3 separate regions of the Mus musculus genome follow, and all the other regions are linked to region 2. The links are chromatin contacts, called in public HiChIP or PLAC-seq and promoter capture Hi-C maps. All regions are on one chromosome and are shown on one strand. Each heading gives the region's core, a stretch centred on a gene start, on an enhancer-like site or on the middle of the called end of the contact. The rest is flanking DNA. Distances are from core to core; before and after follow the strand shown. Region 1 overlaps Cul9 (cullin 9). Region 2 holds the start of Dlk2 (delta like non-canonical Notch ligand 2). Region 3 holds the start of Cul9 (cullin 9).

What was found. Promoter capture Hi-C pulls out the DNA fragments that hold promoters and counts their contacts. HiChIP or PLAC-seq counts read pairs in DNA pulled down with a chosen protein or histone mark.
Region 1: a contact with region 2 is called in an H3K4me3 HiChIP or PLAC-seq map of bone marrow-derived macrophages, with 2.4 times the contacts expected there. The contact joins the enhancer-like site here to the promoter of Dlk2 in region 2. A contact is called at or near these places in 10 of 39 promoter capture datasets (the 3T3-L1 cell line, 3T3-L1-derived adipocytes, the C10 cell line and 8 more), 1 of 484 Hi-C or Micro-C datasets (embryonic stem cells), 9 of 115 datasets of contacts at active chromatin or transcription factors (astrocytes, bone marrow-derived macrophages, embryonic stem cells and 2 more) and 3 of 9 other capture datasets (embryonic stem cells, liver and pancreatic islet).
Region 3: a contact with region 2 is called in a promoter capture Hi-C map of liver, with 4 times the contacts expected there. The contact joins the promoter of Cul9 here to the promoter of Dlk2 in region 2. A contact is called at or near these places in 8 of 39 promoter capture datasets (the 3T3-L1 cell line, the HPC-7 cell line, HPC-7-derived erythroid cells and 5 more), 2 of 484 Hi-C or Micro-C datasets (Th1 cells and reprogramming fibroblasts), 7 of 115 datasets of contacts at active chromatin or transcription factors (the SCID.adh cell line, embryonic stem cells, large pre-B cells and 2 more) and 2 of 9 other capture datasets (adipose tissue and pancreatic islet).

The regions. Positions count from the first base shown.
Region 1 is chr17:46,519,335-46,522,034 of GRCm38.p6, forward strand. It overlaps Cul9 (cullin 9), which reads right to left. Exons shown (of 41, transcript NM_001081335.2): 20 at 2,517-2,650; 21 at 2,002-2,181; 22 at 1,707-1,822; 23 at 1,439-1,621; 24 at 1,148-1,308; 25 at 678-906; 26 at 411-597. Among named protein-coding and RNA genes, the nearest start is that of Dnph1, 24 kb to the left of the region's middle. Within about 2 kb of position 1,402, at least 34 of the 459 cell types and tissues checked have an H3K27ac peak or open chromatin away from gene starts, as enhancers often do. A contact at or near this core is called in bone marrow-derived macrophages and stem cell-derived epiblast-like cells, where this site is marked.
Region 2 is chr17:46,296,571-46,299,270 of GRCm38.p6, forward strand. Dlk2 (delta like non-canonical Notch ligand 2) reads left to right here and starts at 1,358. Exons shown (of 6, transcript NM_001286013.1): 1 at 1,358-1,508; 2 at 1,998-2,128; 3 at 2,378-2,441. The coding sequence starts at 2,053. Gm41588 (a long non-coding RNA gene) reads left to right here and starts at 2,448. Exons shown (of 2, transcript XR_876844.1): 1 at 2,448-2,700.
Region 3 is chr17:46,545,097-46,547,796 of GRCm38.p6, forward strand. It overlaps Cul9 (cullin 9), which reads right to left and starts at 1,292. Exons shown (of 41, transcript NM_001081335.2): 1 at 1,150-1,292. It overlaps Srf (serum response factor), which reads right to left. Exons shown (of 7, transcript NM_020493.2): 7 at 1,743-2,700.

The DNA of each region.
Region 1 (2,700 bases), core at 152-2,651, 220 kb after region 2:
GAGCCTTCTACTGAATACTACTTATATACTAATACAAATGTAGAAAACAAAAACAAAATCAAAACAAAACAAAAAACCCAAACAAACCCAAAGCCATAGGATGTGGCTAAAATGATGGGGATGAATAGCCTTCAATATTTTTATTTGGAAAGATGTCTCCATGACTGGAAACGAAGTGGGCAGACAATGTGAAGACAGAAAACGCAAACAGAACTGGTACCCAGGATGCTGAAGAAGAGAGCAAGCATCCACGTGACTATTCTCACTCTTCTGCACCCTCCCACAAGACACTGCCCAACCTAGCACGACTCTGGTCCTATGTGCACACTCCTGCCTGGTGGCCTCTCCTTTTCCTCTGCTGCCACCCGGGACACATCTCAAGCTCCAGCTTCCTGTCCCCAGCTCCTCACTGTGGCTGTAGAAGCTGGAGAAGCGCTCCAGGGCATCGCAGAGCTCCGCCTGTAGGTGCTTTCTGGGGTGGTGCAGATAGCACAGTGGGGAGACCGGCCAGCAGCGCGGTGACAGGACCAGGACGGAAATGGCTGGTCCTGGGTCTGTAAAGAGTTCTCTTCCAGTCTCCTGTCCCTCATCATCTTCCTGGGGAGTGAGAGGAACCCATGAGCTTTCTTAGTGGGTCTGTGCTCTCTGCCTGCCGCTCTCTCCTCCCTGACCCTCACCTCCACTTTCTCTGGCCTCCATTCCTCCTGGTCTCCCTGCTCCAAGAGCTGCCTGTCGAGCTGCTGCAGCTGGAAGAGGTGGAAGCGATGCTGCAGCTCCTCTGAGGTGTGCAGGCTTTGCAGCATCAGCTGCGGGAGGCGGTTGGGGAAGCAGGGACCGATCTGCTCCAGCACAGCCCCCTCCAGCCAGCTCGAGCCCAAGCTCAGGAGACGGTCAGCCATGTAATGCCTGCAGCGCACACAGCCAGCCCAGGTCTCAGTGTGGGCGTCAGCATGGCCCAGGCCCAGCCTTCTCCTCCTAAAGGTGAGTCTGTGTTGCAGCTCACATTAGTTACATCCCTACCAGCACCTGGCTCCCACCATGGCTTAACTTCCCCAGGCCTCCTGCCTCATCTCCCCTTAACCCTCCATCCGTCCCCTTCTCTGGCCTCTAAGCCTCCTGTCCCCGACCTCTCCAGAATGCAACTCACTGATAGAAGTGCTCAAACGTCGTGGCCAGCTCTAGGCCAGAAAGGACCATGATGGGCTCTAGGTGCCGCTGGAGCCGCCCCAGCATCCCCACTCCAGCCGCTCCGCCAAGCAAACCACCGTGGATTTGTTGGTCAATGTGCCTAGCAAACTGTTCGCTTATCTGGGGACAACGGAATGGGATTCAGACAAGCAGCGTAAGAGGGTTAGAGAGGGGAAGGGAAGGAGGGGAAACGGAAGGGGAGGAGATGGTACAGGGCAACAGCTGGGGCCTGGAGCTTGGCAGGACTCACGTGAGCAGCCGTGAGGAAGGACTGCTGCAGCAGAGCTCCGGAGAAGCCACTGCGCAGAGCCAGAGTGAAGGCTGCCCGCGGCCCGAACAGCTCTGAGCCCGCGCTTTGCAAGCGTTGATAGAGACTACAGTAACGGGGCACAAAGTCTGAGGCCCTCCAGGCTGCGGCCAGGAATCTGCTGACCTGAAGTGATAGAGTAAGAAGTGACACAAGGGAATGCCTGCTTGTGTTCCGTTCTGCCTGCCTGCCAGGGCTTGCATCTGCCTACCTGTCCCTGCACCACACTCAGCCAGCACTGGGTGAGGTTCCGAAGGCTGGTGCTGGGACAGACCGGAGTAGGTGCCGGTGTGGGGCTTCCATCCTGACCCTTACTGTTCTTGCTGACTGTGGAAACAAGAGGGCAGAGGAGCTGTGTCACTCTGGCCTCTGAGTGGGCCCTGGGTCTTCAGTGTTTATCTCCTGGAAAGGTCACAGAGTTCCGGAGTTCCTAGAGAGGCAGAGGAGGAAGGAGCCTCATAGCCCCACAGCACAGACTCTCAGCCCAACAGGGGCACTGGACTCACGGGGCTGCGAGGATGGCTCAGGAGAAGGCCCAGGAGGGGCTTCCACATGTACCAGCAAGTGGCACAGGCGCCGAACTTGGGAAGCAAAGGAAGCTGCAGGACCCTGGCGGCTCCGCGTACTCTCCCTGTGTTCCAGGTACTGGTCCAGCAGCCACCCCAGGGAGCTCACACCTCCTGCATCTGAAAAAGACAGGTCAGGAATGGGTGTCTGTGAAGTGGGCTGACCGAGGAGCAAGGCGCAGGTTCAGTTAGACAGAAAAGATTTGAGGGAGGCAGAGCCCACAGCTGGCTTCAGCCAGAGCCCAGGGACATGGCGACAGGGCAGGGCTGGTGCGGAGGGGGAGATTCAAATACCAGTGTCCGGGGTGTCCTGGGGTGGGAAGGAGAGAGGAACATCGAAGAGTGAACAGGCCAATGAGGGGACAAATCCAGGAGCCAAGAGAACCAAGAACATCAACACAGGTGACCCCTGAGGATTGTGAGGAGATGGGTGTGGGCCGGGTGTGGGTGGTTACCGGGAGACGTGATGTTCTGCACCAGGGGGCTGACCAGCGCCTCCCAGCAGGTCTTGCCCAGTGCTTGGGCGGCCTCGTCATCAGGGAGAAAGCGATCGGCAAAATTCTGTTCATGGCGCAAAACTCTGTTCAGTCTGGAAATAAAAAGTACATGGCCGGATTAAAGGCGGACTCCCTCACCCCT
Region 2 (2,700 bases), core at 108-2,607:
TCATCTTGAAATCCTCATATTTTGGGATCCTTTAGACTTCAAAAAGGTGACTTACTAGTCATGTTGTGCTAGCATACCAGCCTTACATTTTCTACACGAATTGTTGATGCTCTGGGTTTGCAATTTTTGCTAAAAGAAAACAACAACCCAACTTAGAACAAAAGAAATGAACGCTAGAAGCCCACTCGGTGACTCAAACCCAGAGAGTGCCCCCCCTGGGGGGGGCAAGAGGAAGTCAGCTATTGAGCTGAGATTGGGCGTGGGTGTTGTCAGGTGTAGGCGGTGGGCACTGCCCTGTCCCTCGAGTCTCTGCAGCAAGAAGCCAGTCTGTGCAGTTAAGGAAGTCACCTTCCAACTTAAAGATAGGAAGTTCCATAGGAAGACCTAGAGACTGTGGGCAGCCTTCCCCTCTGCACAGTTACCCAACCAAACACCAAACACCAACAAATACACATATTGGGGTCTTTATCTTCTTTGGGTTTTTTTGACTCATTGGCTCTGAGGGGTAAAGAGACCTACAAGGGCAATTCTCCCCACCCTCTCTCAATACAAAACTCTCATTCCGAGATGTGGAGCTGTGAACGGATGTGGGGATGTTCAGTGGCAGGAACTTGTGGGGCAACACCAATAGGCAGTGTATGATCTAGGCAGGCTACCCAAAGGTGGGCTTGGAAAGGAACGGGCTGTGAAAACTGGGAGCAGATGGGAGGAAAGAACAGCGGGTACGCTGGGATGGTATTTATGTAGATATGGTCCATCCTGAAAGAGGTAGCGAAGAAAGAAAGAAGCCCACAGAGAGCAGGCGCTGACCTACGAAGCCAGTGACGAAGGCTCTGCAAGCCGGGGAGGCGTGGGCTGGTGACAGGAGGAAGGTGGCAGCAAGCATGGCTTCAGTGTGCTCGGGCTAAAACAGGAGAGCCGGGAAAGGCTAATGAAAATCACGATGCGCGGTAGACAGGGGCGTGCAGAGTCGGGCGTGGGTGAGGGGCAGAGTGGGGCGAGCGGTTGAGGTGGGGTGGGCAAGAAAATGGGAAGACAGCAGGGCGCGCACCTTCGGCCCGCGCTTTACGGTGTATGCCCAGTTCAGCTCCTTTGATTTTCTAATTTCGGAGGAAGAAAGCGAAGCAAGGGGGCTGGGGGCCGCGAAGGGAGGGGCGAAGAGCGCTGGGGGGTGCCAGGGCCGAGTGGCAGCGCGAGGTGTGGCCGTGCGCAGCGGGGGTGGGCGCGGGGCGCAGTCGGTGCGGGGCGGGCCGCGGCGGCGGGAGGGGAGAGGCGGGCTCCGCCGGCACACGCCGCCCCTGGCAGGGGGCCGAGCGCGCGCGAGGAGCCGCTGCCGCCGCTCGGGGTCGCCTGCAGCCCCAGATTCCCGAGTGCTCGGCTGGCATGGCAGCTACTTCGGTGCCGAGCCCCGCGGCCAGCTAGGGGCGGCCCCCCTCCCGCCCCCCGGCCCAGTCCGTCGGATCCGGTTTGACTCTGCGCCCCGGGGACGCGTCGCCTCCCAGCCGGAGGTGAGAAGCTAGGAGGACGCGGTCCCTCGGTGGGGACCTCAGGCCGAAGCGAGGCGGAGCGAGCGGGGTTGGGGGGCTGTGAGAGCCAGGCCTAGGTGGGTGGATGTCGGAGGACCCGGGAGGAGATCTCTTGCATCTAGGAACTGGGAGCCGCTCCTCCCCACGCCCCAGCCCCCACGTCCCGTCGCGCTCGCCTTTCCGCGCTTGTCCCCATCTCTATTGACCCCTCCACCTGGATCGCGATCGCAGCTCTGGCTGTTCCCGCGCGGTGGCCACGCTCGCTGCTGCCCATCCTTTGGCCTCTTTCCCGCAGACCTGGCTAGTGGGTTCCTGCCTCCAGTCCCTTCGCCTGCTCAACCCTTTCTCTCGCCCGCCCTTCCACTCCCCACCCGGGGAGTCCCTCTCCTTCTCCTGCTCCTGTCACTTGGAACCAGTATCAGTGCCGCTATCTCCGCGTCAAGCCGCTTCCCAGCCCGTGCCATCCCACAGGTGTCTACACGTCTGGCCGTTCATCCGTCCGTCCCTCCTGAGGCCGGAACTGACCATGCCCAGCGGCTGCCGCTGCCTAAATCTCGTGTGCCTGCTGTGCATCCTGGGGGCAACCAGCCAGCCTGCCAGAGGTGAGCCTGCCCCAGGGATTGGGTCCCGGCTCTCCTCAGCCGTCCTCGCTGGCACGTTGACCTCTGCTGGCTAGAGACGGCACTGCAACCGCTCCGTTCCATAGGGAGAGATCTATAAGTGCTCTCTTTGGAATGGGACGCTCGTCCGTGCCCATGAGTCCATCTGACTACTGAAACCTCTGCCAAGTCCCGCGCCTGGGAAGTCAGACTCGGACCCAGACTCACACCCACTACACCAATCTCTTTCAGCGGATGACTGCAGCTCCCACTGTGACCTGGCCCACGGCTGCTGCGCTCCTGACGGCTCCTGCAGGTACTTAAGCGGCACACGTGCCTCAAATCCTTTCCTCCCCACTTTTTGGTCCTTTACACCGAGAGCATGTCAAAAACCCGCAACAGTATCTAGGCGCTTAAGACCCTATTGTGTGTGTGTGTGTGTGTGTTTGTTTGTTTATACATAACAGGATGACCAGTCCCCTCCCCTCCCCTCCTCTCCTCTCCCCGTATCTCTTTTTGCTTCTTACTTTAAGAGCTTGAATAACCAACTCTTTATTCTCTCAAGGGCTTCTGTC
Region 3 (2,700 bases), core at 42-2,541, 250 kb after region 2:
CTGGGGATTGAACCCAGGGCTTCCTGGGTGCTAGGCAAACACTCCACCAACTGAGCTACATCCCCAGGTCCATAAATCTCCTTTCTAAAAGGCTATGAATTTAAGCCTGGTGTGCCTATAATCTTGATATTCAGGAGACTGAGGCAAAAGAATCACAAATTCCGAGGTTAGGCTTGGCTACACACAGAAAGTTCCTGGCTAAGCCCAAACTACACAGTAAGATTGTCTTTAAGGGCTGGAGAGATGGTTCAGTGGTTAAGAGCACTGTCTGCTCTTCCAGAGGTCCTGAGTTCAATTGCCAACAACCACATGGCGGCTCACAACCATCTGTAATGGGATCCGATGCCTTCTTCTGGTGTGTCTTAAGACAGTTACTCATATAAATAAAATAAATGAATCTTTAAAACAGAAACCAAACTGAACATTCGTTAGCACAGAACTGCTCAGTAAAAAAAATGTATTACAGCATAATCTATTCTTAGATGGGGACAGTAGGTTGCAGGCATCAGATAAGAAAGGTTGTTAAAGCAGAATATTAATGAAAATAAAACGACTAGGGAAAGGTATGTGTGATTTGAAACAGTGCAATGGAGAGAGTAAAATAGAAGGTGTACCTGGATAAAAGAACCAGTTATCCAGGCAGGAGTCATGTCAGGGTGCACGGACAGGAGGCAAGCAGAAGAAAGGAGGAGTCATATAAGATGTGAACTTCTGTGTGGATGGGATTCACTTAGCATGGAAGGAAGGCTAGGCGATAACCATTGATGCTCTTATAGCTGTTGACAAACATGGGGCCAAGCCAAACCATCTTCTAGGCCTGGGGGGCGGGGATGGCATAGGGAGGGCCTAAACCAGAAGCTCTAAATAGGGGTGTGAAGGTGACGCCTGACTGCCGGGACTGAGAACAGAAAGCAGCACGATCGCGTCCAAGCTAGACTCCAGAGAGGTGGCGGAGGAGCCCGCTCAACACCAAGCGGGGAATAATGGCCTGGGGGAGCGGGGCGGCGCGGGGTGAGCATGGCGGGGCGCGGTCGCGAGCTGACAGGACCTGCTTCCCCGACTTCTCCCTCTAGTCCGGGAGGAAGGGATGAGGGACTTGGAGGGGGTTGGGAAAAGAAGGGATGGCTCGGTGCAGAGCTTTCTTCTCACCTCTCACCGCCCTCCCGGCTGGACCCTCGCTGTCACCCAGCAGCGGGTCCCGCAACTGGGCCCGCCTCCTCCACAGCTCTTTTCCGGGTCACACGCCGGGCGCACGCACGACCCGGGCGACTACGGGTCCTACGGTGGCCCACTGCGAGCGTGGCAAAGCGGCGCGTGAGTGGAGCATGCGTATTAGCCGAGGGAGTCAGCAACCAGTGTCCTTCCCAGGTAGTCCGGTGTGAAGCATCCTGCGCTCCACCGGGTCCATCTTCCTCTCCCACCCACCACAGCAATCATCTCCGCATTAGTTAACCCATACTCCCATCACCGGACTTGTGTGTGTGTGTTGTTGTTGTTTCCCAGCGCTGCCCAAACCCTGCGGTATTTTAGATCATTGGGTCACTTTGACTTTTAAGTAAAACCCCTGACCTTCCCTGAGCTGCTGGCAAAACCATGCATTAAGTCCTCGCCCAGATCTCTTCAATCATGTAGGATTGAACAGTCCAAAGCACACCGCAGCTTGGGACAGACTTTAAGGGATTGTGCTCCCTCCTCCCTCCCGATGCTAAAAAGATCCCAAAGACACAGCCAAAGACCCCAGTCTGTGCACAAAAATGATACATTTATTGAAAGAGTATTTTTTTAATACAAAAGAAAGCTCTGTACAGAAGATGTGACCATGTCCACTATTCCTGGGTCAACATCCCAGGAGAAGTAGAAACCACGGATATACCACACGCACTCCACATTCACACACGTATTCACTCGGACACAGGCGCGCGCACACACCCCTAGAGCCACTTAATTAGGGATACACCAAGGGTTGCTGCACATAGAAATGCCACCTCAGTCCTGCCTGACAAACAGGTTCTCCCAAGGCCACAATCACACAGCACACGTTGGTAAGCACTTGGCCTGAATCACTTGCCCAGGCTCTATCTTTTGTGAGGAGGAATCAACACCTCCGGTGTTGGGGGAGGGGCCATGAGTGGGCGGCAGAGGAGTGAAACAGGAGCAGAGAAGGGGGCTGGGCAGTTACAGACCTGAGTCCCAAGCTCCCCAACTCTGACCCCTGGTTTACCATGCCCCAGTCTTGAAAGCCACCCAAACGCCCCAGCTATTTCCAGGAGAAAGGCCAGAAAGGTGGCATCCCAGCTGGGGAAGACAGTAATGGGGATTAGAGGTTCAGGGGGCTCTTAAACGTCAGCAGATCATCCCCATGAAACGTAGGCTGTGCATAAAACCTTCCCAACCCCTCCACCTAACCGCAGAAGTAGGCTTGTTCCTACTGAAGGCAGCAACAAGGGTTTAGTGACACCCTACCCCAACTGCCCTCCCGGAAAAAGCTCCTTTAATGGATACAGGTGGTTTAGGCTGGCTCTGACACAGGGTAAAACACCCTCCCCTATGCTAGCCCACCCTCAAGGTCCCCAAAGGGATTTTAAGGGATGGGGCATGGCCCTGTACAAATTACATAAATACTGAGGTTACACTTAGAAAAATAAAGTCATTTTCTTCAAGGCTTTTTGTCTTAATTTAAAAAAGTTACAGTAGCTGCTC